2 separate regions of the Gossypium hirsutum genome follow, and region 2 is linked to region 1. Evidence: chromatin contacts called from public Hi-C data. All regions are on one chromosome and are shown on one strand. Each heading gives the region's core, a stretch centred on a gene start, on an enhancer-like site or on the middle of the called end of the contact. The rest is flanking DNA. Distances are from core to core; before and after follow the strand shown. Region 1 has its middle 29 kb from the start of LOC121228943. Region 2 overlaps LOC107959938 (putative clathrin assembly protein At2g01600).

Region 1 (7,603 bases), core at 1,520-4,019:
ATCAATTTCATGTTTTTTTACATACAAGTAACAAACAACGTAACAATTAGTGGCATGCAATATATGCAATCAATTATACAATAACAATCAGTATGCTCAACAGTACAAGACATGTAATAACATGCAATCAGCCAATCAATCAATAACAATAGGCATAAAATCGGTTAACCCTTATAGGGCTTACACATTTGGTTAATTAAGCTTTAAAGCCCTAGAACATTCGGCCAACCTTGTACAGTCATTACATATTCAGCCAATACAATAAAGTACTTACATACTTTCAGCATTCACCAAACATAGAAGGTTAGGGAACCTACACTTGAATAATGCAAATCCGAAGCACTAAACTTAAATACGCAACTTCTATATTTAGATTTGACTAGAGCTTGATTAGATCTGTACATAACATACACAAAACACGAGTCAAAAACCAACCTTTAGATCACCACATAGGTTCGGCAAGATCAGAGAGAAATAATAGCCATTAAGATCTTATTTTCGAAATCACCGCTTACACTAGTTCAGCTTAAAATGGAGATACAGATAATCTCTAATGTCACTAGTGATCTGAGCTATTCGGATCTAAACCTTTAATAAAAAACACAAAAAGATAAGAAAAATACGTGTGAGAATCGACCATGGAATCTTGATAGATTCGACCATTATACAAGAAACAAAAAAGAAATATGTAATTAGATCTGATTGATAATCAACCTACACTTCTTGGATATCAGATTTGTGATAACGGATAATCACAAACTGATTGATCACTTGTAAAGGATAAATAAGATTCGGCCAAAGATGAATGGTGGTTTCGACAGCAAAACAATGAGAGAAAAAGAGAGGAGGGGAGAAACAAAGGGGTAGTGGCAATGGAAGAGTGTTAGAATTGAGTGACTCAAATCCTTATTAAAATAAAATACAGTGGTAAAATAAAATAAAAATAAACCCATATAGAACTGCACTTCTTTTATTTTATTTTAGAATAAGCTGTTTCAACCTTACTACAGTCCTCTTATTAGAATGGTTTTACAAGCCTATAAATAGATATAGTCTACTCCTCTTGTAATCATTCAAATTTGACATAGTGAATTATCTTCTCTTCTGCCCGTGTTTTTTTTCCTGAAAGGGTTTTCATGTAAAAATCTGCGTGTTCTTTATTTTTCTTTCTCTTTTCTTTGCGATACATTGTCATTATCAACGTTCTATTTTTCACAAAGAGAAAATATGAGGTTTCAAAGGGCAACAATGATTTTTCTCAAAATTTCAAATATTGAACCTAAAACTGGTATTGATACAGAGATAAGGTACTGATACCTTACCAAAGATATCAATACTTTATGCCTGGTATCGATACCTTCCTTTTAAATTCAATATTTTAAAAAATTCAAAGCTCAAAATGGTATCAATACCTATTCTGAAAACTTTGAAAATGTTGCAATCTGGTCCTATTTCATGCTTGAGTCTACAAAAGAGCTTCCGTAAGCTCGATTAAGGCTCGAATTTAATTGTGTATCATAATATCTAGGTGTTTATGACATGATTGAATATTTGAATGATTAATTTATGGTGTATTTGGTCTGTAATTTTAAAAATATTTCAAAAATGTCCCTATTTGATCTCGGGTTGACTTTAAGGCATCCGTATGATCATATAAGACCCAGAAAAGAATGTTTATGATATAGAATGTTGTATTGTTGTTGATTGCATGAATAATGATTTTATTGTGAATTTTTTAATAGTTGCTCTGGCAACGACTGTAGCATCCCATAGTTCAGACCCGACTATCAGATCCGGCGAGGGATGTTACAATTACAAAGAGAAATATCATATGTTTTTAATTCAAACTTTTAAGTAATATTGTTTCATTCCTTGCACTTATTGCACGTAAAGAATGAAAAACAAAATTTTATTTTATGAAATATTATATTTAAAAATCAAATAAATTATTTATAAGTGTATAAATTCAAATTCTAAATGTGCAATTAATACTCTTAGAAAAAAATACCTATTATTCAATTTAAGAATATTACAGATATAAGAAAATATAAAATTAATTTAAAGTAATACAAAGATTTGATAACATTAACTCTTTATCCATTACATGCATTTATCAACTTAAATACTCAAATTGAAAAACTAAAAATGAGAGCAAGTATTTGTCATCTATATTGGAATAGACCTAAGAACTGATGAAACAATATAACCTTTAGTGACACCGGTTGATGTCCCAACTCCGTCGCCATGCTAGTACATGCATTGAGCAGTTCGAGCCATGTTCTTAGATAAATTCATAATAACTCGAGGGAAACGATTATCCAAAATTTCTTCATTGATCTTCTTCCATGAATTGCTTATCAGTTCTTTTACATGATTTCGTGCTTTTTCTTCTGATACTCCTTTTTCAATCATGTAACACTGCACTGCTTTCGGTATGTCTCCTCTCTCCATCTCAGCCTTCAAAATGAAAAAAATTTAGCACATCTAGAATTTAGTGACTAGCAAATTATGTATTGCAAATGAAGATATTACCTTGGAAGTACCCAGATCATCACTGAGTCGAGTAATGAGAGATGATCAGTAAAATAATTGAGAAAAATCCTTAAGACAATTTGGAAATTGATGAACAATGGAGTCTGCCTCCACAAAACAAAGAAGAACCAACCCTCCAAGACTTCCAATTGAAATCCATGCGTTCTTAATATATTCATCAAAAGTGGGAGTTTGACCTCCCATAAAACCATCTGGCTTCCGTGATGTGAGCTCTGGAAAGTACAACCCACTGCAATTGGCAAATAACAACAGCAAATCAGAGCCAATTCTATGAAATGTTAATTCTCAGGTTCTCCATGTTACCTGTTCTTTGATGTAGGGCAGAACGTCAAGGCCATGGTCTTTCAAGGTCTGTTGGGCTAATTCATTAGTAAAGTCTGAAATGGCTGAGAACATTACTCTCATGTATTTTGGAAGTTCTTGGACAGCCTTCACATCCCACCTATTGCAAATCCGTATAATCAATACGCCAATTTTGGCTGCTATAAAAATATTATAAAAGAAAGACTATATATTACCCGGTGACTGCTTTGGTGAAACATTCGAGTTCTTCAAGTGATCCATATATATCATAGATGTCGTCAACTACAGTTGCTAAGAATGCAGACTTAGTGAAGCAAATCCTGCATTTGGCATATTGGGGATCAAATCTCAAACCAGTAGCCCAGAAATATATTTCCATCAGTCGGCCTCGGCTGAAACTAAGCTTTTCCTTGAAGTTCAATTCCCTCCACCACCTATTTTTCATCCAATAAATAAAAATTCAATTTCGAAAAATAAAAACCATATATTATAAGTAAATTAATCTTACTCTGCAAGTTGTTTCAGTTCTTGTTGGTAAATTGGCTGGATAAGATTGTAGTCTAACTTACCCAGGTCAAGCAAAACTGAGTTGTTTGAATCATCCATGGCGTAGGAATCAATGAAGTTTCGTGCTTCAATCCTTTCCATACTCCAGTAAAGTGGAACTTCCAATGACCGCTGAACTTGCTTAGCCTTAACTTTCTCCAGTTTCCCTATTACATTCTTAAGATTTTCACTGCTACAACCCTTAGCTTCTTCAAGGATTTTTTCGCCTTGTATTGCCATGAATGAAGCTTCATTCAAGCTCAAAAGCCCTTCAACATCCCCACATAAGCTCCCCATGAACCGCCCATCACCACCTTTAAATTTCCCGAACATATCTGTTTAATTTTACCATAATAGTTAACAAGAAAAGAATATGTTAGGATCGGACCGATTAAACAACGAACAAGAAAAATAGCGGAATAAATTGAGAAATTAAACACATAAATTTAACGTGGAAAAACCCCTCCAAAGAGGATAAAAAACCACCGGTAAAGATAATTTTAATATAATGGCAAAAGAACGAAGAGTACAAAGATGGAGATGAAGACTAAACCCCGAAAACTCGAAAACAAAGAACCCAAAAAACGTAAACACAAAATTCTCTAAATGTGTTATGAGTTCTAATCTCTAATGGGTGTCATCTTTATAAGATTGTAAAAGAGCCTATTTATAGGCTAAATTCATAGGTCAAATAATAATAAAATAATCTAAACGAATCAGTGTTTGATTGAAACAAGTAAACAGAGTTTAACTGAAAGATTATTTTTCAAATTTGGCTGAAAATGGGAGTCATATTTAACAAATCTCCACCTTGACTCATATTTTCACAACGCCATCTTTGCCAAAGTCCGCCACGAGCCTATCTTGAACTATGCAAGGAATTAACTGAGTCGAATTTGTGCTTAGAAATTAGAAGACTTCTAGCATTCGACTTGTACACTGTAAATCAAAACTAACCCGGGTCTGATTTTCATGAACACAATGCCCTAACTTTTCAAAACCTGCATCCAAAAGAGAACCTCTCTTCAACGAAACGGTCATACCGTTTTCCCTCTTATGACCAAGTTGCCTCCGCTCCAAACGAGTTGACTTCAACTCCGTAACGAACAAGGGACGTCCGATTTCACCGATCACTGTAGAACCTTCTAGAATGTAAAGACTGCCGGTTCTTTTACCTTTTAACAAAATGAGAGCTCCACGAGATACTTTAATGCCGCTCGACTCGATGTTAATCCTGCATCCTTTCAAGTCTAAAATACTCATGGAGATGAGATACTTTTGTAAATTAGGTATATATCTGACATCTGAGAGTGTCCTAATCATCCCATCGTGCATCTTAATTTTAACAGTACCAATACTAATTACCTTACTAGATGAATCGTTTCTCATGCGCACAACTCCACCTTCAACCGAACTGTATGTGGAGAACCATTCTCTATTGGGACACATGTGGAAAGAACATCCTGAATCTAGGATCCACTCGGAAGTGAGTTTGGAGTTATCGCTTGTTGACACTAACAAGAAATCATCACCATTTTCATCGGCCAAATTAGCATCAGCTACATCTTCCTTGTTACTTTCAGCAGCTCTTTTATTTCACAGTTTATAACAATCTGCTTTGACGTGACCTAACTTTTTACAATAGCGACAAATTTTGTCTCTTTTCTTTAATGCTACCAAAACAGAAGCTTGCCTATCTGTCTTGCTATCCAAATAAAGCTCATTGTCGAGTTTGTCTTTACTCAACAAATGACCCTTCACATCTTCGAACGAGAGTTTGTCTTTGCCATAAATTAGGGTCTCCCTGAAAGACTTGTTTGAAGGAGGTAAAGAGCACAATAGCATAGCTTGATCTTCATCATCAATATGAACCTCAACATTCTTTAAATCATTTAAAAGAGTAATGAATTGACTGATGTGATTTCTAAGAAGCTCCTCTTCGTTCATGCGAAACGTAAATAGACTTTGCTTCAACACTAAACGGTTAGCTAGAGACTTAATCGCATAAAGAGTTTCTAACCTTTTCCACAAGGCAGATGAGGTCTTCCCCATCAATACCTTCTACAATACCGTATTTGCGAGGCACAGCAGGATTGCAGACAAGGCCTTTTCATCAAGCTCTTCCCATTCTGTTTTATTTAGATTCTCAGGCTTTTTCCCAGTAACAACCTTTTTCAAACCGGATTGAACTAGAATGGCCATCATTTGAACTTGCCACAGATTGAAATTTGTCTCACCATCGAGCTTCTTAATTTCAAACCTTGTTGTTGTCATCTCTGAATGAGCTGATCTATGAAAATTGAACTATCTCTGATACCACTTGTTAGGATCGACCCGATTAAACAACGAACAAGAAAAATAGCGGAATAAATTGAGAAATTAAACACACAAATTTAACGTGGAAAAATCCCTCCAAAGAGGATAAAAAACCACGGGCAAAGATAATTTTACTATAATGGCAAAAGAACGAAGAGTACAAAAGATGGAGAAAAAGACTAAACCCCGAAAACCAGAAAACAAAAAACTCAAAAAATGTAAACACAAAATTCTCTAAATGTGTTATGAGTTCTAATCTCTAATGGGTGTCATCTTTCTAAGGTTGTAAAAGAGCCTATTTATAGGCTAAATTCACAGGTCAAATAATAATAAAATAATCTAAACTAATCAGTATTTGATTGAAACAAGTAAACAGAGTTTAATTGAAAGATTATTTTTCAAAATTAACTGAAAATATGAGTCATATTTAACAAAATATAATTTGTTTGTAAGGTGACTGTGCTTAATAAGCTAACAACTTTGAAAGCATCCAGAAATAAACCAACCTTCAGTAATAGGATAGCAATCCTCTCGTAGGAGTCGAAAATGCAATGCGACTGTGGAAAGATTATTGGAGACAAGATTTAGATCCAAATTCAATTGATTCAAAGGCTGTTGAATCTGTTCCTGAAAATGGTAGGCCACTCCAAGCCTCTTCATCGAATCTATTAGCTTCAACAAGGCAGCCGTGTCATTCGTTGAGGCAAGCAATTTACTAACCGTTTGTTCCATATCCTCCAATTGTGTAGCATAGAGTTCGTACTAAAATTCAAAAGAAAAAGGGTTGTTACATGCAACATATATATAATAACATTTATCACAAGCCTAGCATGCAAAACAACTTACAGTGTATGGAGCGGTAAAGGATTGGATGGCGGTGGGATCCCAAATACTGGGATGATAGTTAGCGGATCGATGTTTCTCTTCATTCAAGGATTGGGATGTTGGTGCCATTGAGAAATAAGTTTGAGATTTGCTTATTTCTTCAATATATTGTAAGTTTTGAATTGCTATGGAGCTTGTCTGAACTTGGATCACCTTAGAGTTTGTGGACGGTCAAGATATTTATCAAAGTTAAGTTAAATAATAGCTTCCAATAATGCCTAAGTAAGACATGCATTCGTGGGAATGCTTCCCACTTTTTCTGAAAGTTTTGGTGCCCAACTTCTACATCTTATATGTGTAATAGTAGTACATGTTTTGGTGGTTTTTGACAAGTAGCCATCACTATAAATGTTCCCAAGTATAATGTCTTTAAGTGTCAAAAATAAAAAAAATAATTTATCTAGTGAGATTTTAGAGTGTTTAGAAGACTTTAGCGATTTTTGTGTTTTTGTGTAGCTAAATTCGACGTCCTCGTCGGTTGTTTGACACCCTTGTCAGTTGTGTTATAACATCTAGATTTAACATTTGGTTCAGACAATGATCAGCAATAATTGTATTCGATCTTTTCCATTACAGTTTAACGTTTAAACCGTAATTTATGATTAAACAATCTAATAATAAATATATCTTGTAATAATAATAATAATAATAATAATAATAATAATAATAATAATAATTGAGATGTATTTATGCATGCATGCGTCGTTGGCTCATAAATATAGTCACGTCAAAATTAATCTAACTGAAAGCTAGCCAGTTGAATTCTAAAATTAGGTTTGTTATTAGATTGGATTATTAGAGTAGGCAATATTTTATCAAGTTATTTTGTATTTTAGGTGGATTCAATTTCGTCTTATTTAAATTTCTTTTATTAGAAAATTATTTGTTTATCTAGGTTTAGTTACAAATAAAAATATCAATATAAAAATTTATTTTAAAATGAAATAAAAAGTAGGCTCAAATAAAAAAATGGAGTGGGAACCAACTCAACCGTGTCCTC
Region 2 (7,603 bases), core at 2,568-5,067, 440 kb before region 1:
AACCCACCTATCCGCAGCCGCATTTGGTGATGAGCCCATCAAATCCTTTTGGTGATGCAGGGTTGGGGGCATTTCCAGCTAACCAAATGGTTCCATTTGCTCAACCACATGCGAATAATCCATTTGGTGGAAGCACAGGCCTATTGTAGTGTTAAATACGAAGAGTTGATGGGTGTGTATTTTGGTTGGGAGATGAGAAGAGTGTGTAGAAAGCACCTGTGTTTTGCACTTGTATGGGCTGTAAAAGCCAGCCTGTGGATATTTAAAGATGTAATAATAATTTGTTGCTGCCACCAATTCATAAATATTATGTTGAAAATTTCTCCAGCTTTCTGCCACTTGCATTGAATCTCGAGTAAATCATGACTTGGCTGCCAACCCAACGGACTTAATTGATCAACTCCCGAGTACTATTTTTCGTCAATTTTCGGCTTCTATTTTTTTTATCATTAATTTACGCCTAAATAGCCTCTTTTTTTATTTTTGAAAGGACACCCTCTTTAACTCTTGAGTGTCTTTTTCTTTTTAAAATAAAGTATCTGAATTTTTTTGTACTTAGTTGGTATTCCATTACTTAGGTTTGTGCCTCTTCAATAACACCATTAGTTTGTATTGAAATGGTATTAATGGCCAATTCTACGATGACATGTAGTGTCTTAATATGACACATGATGAGCATGAATTTTAAAATTTTAAAATCTAATAATTTTTGGACAAGTTAAATGGGCAAACAACATGTTAACCCTTACAAAATTAATGTTGTTAACAAATTGGGATAATGTGTGTAACAAAATAAAAGTTTAGACATCAACTAGATACAAATCCAGGTACTGAGGTACTTTTGAATAAGTTCAAAGGGTAAACTACATAATAACCCTTCAAAATAATATGGTGAGAAGTATCTTTATGCTTTTTAAAAATATGTTTCTTCAAAATAATATGGTGAGAAGTATCTTTATGCTTTTTAAAAATATGTTTCATGGAAGGTTGATTTTTTGGTTTTAGTTTTTGTATTATGCATAAGATATAGATTTTAAGTCATTTTAGTTTGTTTCCTTTTTTTGAATTTTTAACATTTCAGTATTTATCAAACGATAGTTGTTAAATCCATTAAGTTTATTATTTTCAAAATCTTATGCGTAAATATATTATCACATATTTAATTTTATGTCAACTTATTTTTCACATATTACTTATTTAAAAAGCCAGTTTATAGATTTAACGATGGACATTTGTGTCAATATCGAAATTTTGAATTTTTTAAAATAAGGGGACAATGAATGATCAAATTGGAGAAACTAGACTAAATCTACGACTCTATGCATGATACATGATTAATAGTATAATTTAACTATATAGATTTAATTGCTACGATTTGAGTCAAGATTGAAATTTTCAAATTAAGTATGGGGACGAAATTTATCAAGTAAAAAATTACAAGAACTCAAATTAAAGTTGATAAATTAAATCCACAATAGCAAAATTTAATCTATATAAAATTAAAATTTTAGTTTCGAAATATTATAATTTGAAGGAAAAACTGTCATAAATATTCAATATTTAAAATTATATAGTTGTTTTGTTTTTGAAACTAATGGATAAATATTGGGTAAACTAGATGAAGAATCAGTTTACAATTATTTACCCAAAAGCAAAACCCGTAGCCACTCCAGGACTGAGTTCAGTTTGACCCGCCCAACAGTAGGCTTCTCCCAACTAACTGCAAGACCCTTTTTCTTATTCAGATAAAAAATATGTCTCCATTAGCCTTTTCACTTACCAACAACATTAGCAGCATTAAAATTAATCAACAACAGAACAAACTCAAGGAGAAATTATTTCAAAACGGATTTCTAAAATATTGGGTTTTTACATTAGTAATACCTAAAGAAAAAAATAATTACGAAAATAGGATATGTTGTAAATTATTTATCAAAATGGTATATTTTCATTAGTAAATTTAAGTATGGTTAACATGTTAGATCACACCAGCCTCAAAAGTCACCCATCATTTCTTTAAAAATTATTTTTAAAGTAGTGCTACCAATTTGTCAGGTAAAAGTAAAAATTATTTGTATTTTCTTTAAACATGGTACAATATTGAAGAAATACAAAATATAAAATTTAAGTGGTGTCACTTCACCCATTGGCAGAATCGATTCAATTTTTCTTAAAAAAAAAGTAACATGTTGGGATTGTGTGCCAGTGAGCCAAATCACGTTGCCTGATATGGTGACGATACAAAATTTTGTATTTTAAAACTCCTTCCCAACTAATTCTTTAAATCTTTTTTCTCACATGCTAAATTTTTTATTTTACTCCAACTTTATAAAAAGAAATTTGAACAAGTGCGTTAATGTATTATATTTTGTATTTTTTCGATATTGTATAATATTTAAAGAAAACACAAACAATATTTTGTTTTGCTTACAAAATGACAACACCACTTTACAATTAATTTTTTATTTCACCTTGAATAATTAGAAAATGATGAGATGACTTTTGAGACTAATGATAGATGAGATATTGATGCCATCTAAATTTACTATTAAAAACATATCATTCTAGTAAATAATTTACTATACGCGTTATTTTTATAGTAAAATAAAAAAAATATTTACAGTGTAAAATTTAATATTATTAAGTTACATAAAATTGAGAAATCTGTGTATATTTTTGATGATGTTAAAATAAGGGTTTATTATATATTTTTTATATCAACACACACAATGACTCAAACGTCAACTTCCGTTTGAATTTTCAAGTTTCAACCCAACATATGTCAAATTGCTTAACTACCAAAACTCTCTCTTTTCCTTCGCTTACCAGGACAACCTTATTTAATTTTAACAGTTATACCTCAAAAAAATAATTAAACTATTAAATTCCCACTTAATTTAAATAATCAATTAATTTCCATTTTTTTATTCATTGTTAAAATAAATTAACAAATCAATCCAATTAAATAGTGACACGTTGTAGCTTCTAGTTTAATTTAATATTTTTCTCATGAAAATGATTAAAAAAATTATAAAAATATTAATATTTAAAAAGTATAAAATTTGATATAAATTTTAGAAAATTAATTATATATAATATTTATAAGTTTTTATAATTTTAATAAGTTTATATAAATTTTAGTATTTAATAAATTTTTTGATTTGTTTATATATTTTTATTTTTTTCTGATTTTTTAATATTTTTATGAGAAAATTATTAGATTAAATCAAAAGTTTTCATGTGTCACAATCTGATTATCCATCAATTTGTTTTAATGGTCAATGATAAAAATTGTTAATACCGACTTAATTGGGTGTAAATTTAATACATGGAGTTAATTGAATTTTTGGATTTTTAAGAGTTCATGGTATGTAGATTTATTTTATTGATTTCACCTTTAAAATTCTGGATAATAAATATCCCAAATTTTAGAGTTGCTTATATATGAACTCAAAACAAATTTTAAATAATTTGGAATGAAATTGAAAGATAATTATGATTATTATTTACAAGATACAAATCTAAAATTTGATTCATTTCTTTATTCCAGAAACTTAACAATAAACTGGAAATTTAATTTTATAGAAAATAAGACCAAATCCAATTTCAAGAGAAATGCAAATGTGAACTGTCAACCAAATAGTCAACACGCTCAATCAATCCCAAACGTATCTTTGTTTTCCGCCCAAATCATATCCAGGAAAACCATCAAATTTCTCATTAGTATCTCTGAAACCTTCCTCTTTTTCTTCATCCTCCCAACAATTCATTACTTCTTCTCATTCCATTTTCATTTCATGGTCTAGTTTTCAAGACCCTATGTCTAAAGCCAAGAATTTCTTTCAAAATCTAATCAAACCTTTCAGGTCCAACTCAAGCAATGGTAAAATGGGGGGGGGGGGAGCCCAGTTTTTATGTGAAAAGTTTGATCTTTTCTCTACACGATTGATGATTAGTGTGTTATTTGGTGTGTGTTTCAGGTGGGGAAAATGAAGAGGATTTGGAGAAAATAGCTCAAAAAGAACAAAAGAACTTCCTTTTCGAGACTTTAGTTGCTGCTACAAAAGATTTCCACCCTCACCACAAGCTCGGTGAAGGGGGTTTTGGACCTGTTTATAGGGTAAGATCCTAATTATTGTATGGCTAGCTAGAAAATAAAGGAAACCTTTTGTTGAACCTTATTTATTTAATTTTTTCCCCATTGGTTAGAAAATAATTCTTGTTTGAATTTATAGAATGTGATACAATGGATTGTCATACATATTGTTTGCATTGAAGTATATTTGATACAATGGGACAGGCTTCGTTTTTGATAATTTTTCATTTACTTAAGGAAAAATGAAGAGTCTAACATAGCTTGAGATTTCCATTTTTCACTATTAGCTTTGATTTAGAGTGAACCGTTTGTCCTAATAACTCAAGAACCTAATCAAACCATTAAGCTGTTTGTCTTAGCTATTAATGAGGAGGTAAAGCATAGAAAATTTTAATTGAAGTTGCACAAGAAGCTAGAACTGTAGTTAATTCATTAAGCCTGCCTTACTTTTCCAGTAATTCCATCTTAAACCAAGCTTAAAATCATGTTGCTCTCAAGTAGTTTTCAGGTTTCAAAATGCTGATGTTTTTAGTTAATTGAGCTTATCTGTGAGGAACTTATCTGTAATTGATGGCTGTTCTTTAATTTGTAGGGTAAGTTAGATGATGGAAGGGAAATTGCAGTGAAGAAGCTATCTCAATACTCGAATCAGGGGAAAAAGGAATTTGAGAACGAGGCGAAGTTGCTAGCACGTGTACAGCACCGCAATGTTGTGAATCTGTTGGGCTACTGCATACATGGCAACGAAAAGCTTTTTGGTGTATGAGTATGTCGCTAATCAGAGTCTTGACAAGTTTCTCTTCAGTAAGTTACCATAATTTGTTTTTATGCAGGTTTCGGGCTATCAGAATAAATTATAATGGATTAACTCTGATAGTTTTGGCACAATTTAGCTTTCGGTGCTAGAAGGCTATATTGTTTGTTTTCCTTTTGTTTCGTATTTGTTGTTTCTTTTGTTTCATCTCCACCTTTGTGTGTCTGTGGTGCTGTTGTTATTGATGTCGGTTTTTAGAACTCAAAACAGACTAATATGTGTAGAAACTATGAATACTCATTTCGAACAGCTTTGAAAGGATATGGATTGAGCAATAGAGACAAGGCAGAACCTTTGTTCTCTAAAAAGAACTAACCCTTATTTTTATGAGGAGGAGAATTCTGACTAAGAGTGGAAATTACAACTTATGTTGTGCTAACCTTGATGCGTTTATATTTTGAAAAATGTTAAAATTATAGTTTGAAAGGGTCTTGGATTATGAGAAATTAGCAGTTAGGCTGAGTGAGAGCTTTGACTAATGACTGATCTGTCGTTAACTGCATCACTGCCATTCCAGGACTCAAACAAGCCAGAGTAAAAGTTTCTTACCATTGGTTCGTTCCCTTGGTGATATCTAGTATGTATTTAATTGTAATAGTTGAGTCAACTGAGCTCATCGTGAATCATATGAGTTTTACACGAGATGGTGTAACCATCTTTGGCAACATGCATGAGTATTGCTATAAATGATCTTTAGATATTGTGATTCAAGGGATGTTCTACTAGACTCGTTCTTTGAAACTTAACTTCAAGATTGTGCTTGAAACTGATCATCGAATATGAGATTATTTATCATCTAGTCAAAAAACCTTTTTAATGAAAAATTCCAGGTTTTAGTAATAATAATGATGATTAAGATTTTTCCCTCCGTAGAATCGAATAGAAACGTGGAGCTTGACTGGAAGCGAAGGTATGAAATAATTACAGGCATCGCACGAGGTTTGCTTTACCTCCACGAAGACTCACACAATCGTATCATTCATCGGGATATCAAGGCAAGCAATATTTTACTTGATGATAAATGGGTCCCTAAAATTGCTGATTTTGGTATGGCTCGTCTCTTTCCCGAGGGTGAATCAAATGTCAACACCCGTGTAGCTGGTACTAAGTACGTTGTCTCGCATGCATCCTCTTAATTGATAATATGATGAGATCTACATGCTTCTGATTTTGTGGTAATGTCATAAGGTGTCAATTTAATGAAGTTATTTGTATTTTATTGTTTGGAAACAGTGGATATATGGCACCGGAGTATGTCATGCATGGACAACTATCAGCGAAGGCAGATGTGTTCAGTTTCGGAGTTTTGGTTCTGGAGCTGATCAGTGGCCAGAAAAACTCATCCTTCAATTTAAATGTGGATGCTCAAAATCTACTTGATTGGGTAAGAGCTAGATTATGATCTAATCTTTTGTTGCTTCAAGTCTTCATTTTCTTTCCAACTCTCCAAATATATAGAAAAGCTTGAAAAACAAATGCACTTATGTTCAGCCAAGTCCAAGTAACATAGATGGAATCATTCATTTAACTAAGATAACTTTTAGTAATTCGTGACATTCATATTTTTGAATGTTTGCAGCTTGTACGAGATGACATTTTGTGTGCTATTATTAGTCTTTCTGTCTAATGTCATCTGGCATTTATACCTTAGCATAGTTCTTGCTCTGCCTTATTACATATCTGCTGTCCTGTGGACTTTCCACAAAGGCGAAAATCATTATCTGGGGACTGAACATTTTGTGATATCTGACTGGAAATTGCATGATGCCTTACTTTACTTTTATATCCTATTGATTTGGTCTCAGTTAGGACCATACCACTTGCATGAGATGGACTCGGTCAAAAGCACCGAGTCAATACATTATGGGTCCTGGCATGTATGGGAAGTTTCATAGGAATCATGTTACATAATCTTCACATTTAATGGTGAAAATTATTCAAACATTCAAGGATTTGGAAGAAAGGGTTGTAACCGGCACTTGTTTGGTTGTTGATTTTGCAGGCATATAAGCTTTACAAAAAAGGGAAGGGCCTGGAGATTATGGATGCTGCCATAGTGCCATCAGCACCCCCGGAGCAAGTAAGTTTCTGCATCCGAATAGGGTTACTATGTGTGCAAAGTGATCCCAAAACACGACCTGACATGCACCGGGTTGTTATTATGCTGTCAAAGAAACCTGGACATCTAGATGAGCCAATGAGACCTGGAATTGCGGGTAACCGATACAGGAGATCACGCCCTCGCCCTGGATCCTCATCGACTGCAGGAGCTTCCGGTTTTTCAGATTCTCATACTTCTGAATCAACCTTTAATTGTAATACTAATACTGCATCTGCATCTGCTTCAGCAACAACTCTTGCAAGCTCCTCAAAATCTGACCCCCATGGGAAGCGCCCCATGAAGAGTTAGTTTTTTGGACATTTTTGTATATTTAGATTTATTTTTGATACACCGATAATATATGAATATATACAATGTCTACGAACCAAATTATGCCATTTTATTAAAAGTGAAGTTAGGTGGATTTACTTCCAAAACTTTTAATTAAGTGGCATCATCTGGTTCATTGGCATTTTATAGATATATACATCATCCTTGCATCAAATGTAAACTCTTCCTTTTTTGTTTACTAGTATGTAAATGTTAATGGGATTAGTTAGGCTAAAGCATGGATTAGAAATTTGTTAAGATG

The links. A called contact is a pair of places that touch in the nucleus more often than the background predicts.
Region 2: a Hi-C map of leaf shows a contact between it and region 1, with 4 times the contacts expected there. The contact joins two enhancer-like sites. A contact is called at or near these places in 12 of 34 Hi-C or Micro-C datasets (callus, hypocotyl, leaf and 2 more).

The regions. Positions count from the first base shown.
Region 1 is chrA05:48,057,522-48,065,124 of Gossypium_hirsutum_v2.1, reverse strand. It overlaps the pseudogene LOC121229156. Among protein-coding and RNA genes, the nearest start is that of LOC121228943, 29 kb to the left of the region's middle. Within about 2 kb of position 2,769, at least 1 of the 9 cell types and tissues checked has an H3K27ac peak or open chromatin away from gene starts, as enhancers often do.
Region 2 is chrA05:48,503,110-48,510,712 of Gossypium_hirsutum_v2.1, reverse strand. LOC107959938 (putative clathrin assembly protein At2g01600) reads left to right here. Exons shown (of 14, transcript XM_016896110.2): 14 at 1-327. The coding sequence ends at 149. It also overlaps the pseudogene LOC107959939. Among protein-coding and RNA genes, the nearest start is that of LOC107959940, 9.2 kb to the right of the region's middle. Within about 2 kb of position 3,817, at least 6 of the 9 cell types and tissues checked have an H3K27ac peak or open chromatin away from gene starts, as enhancers often do.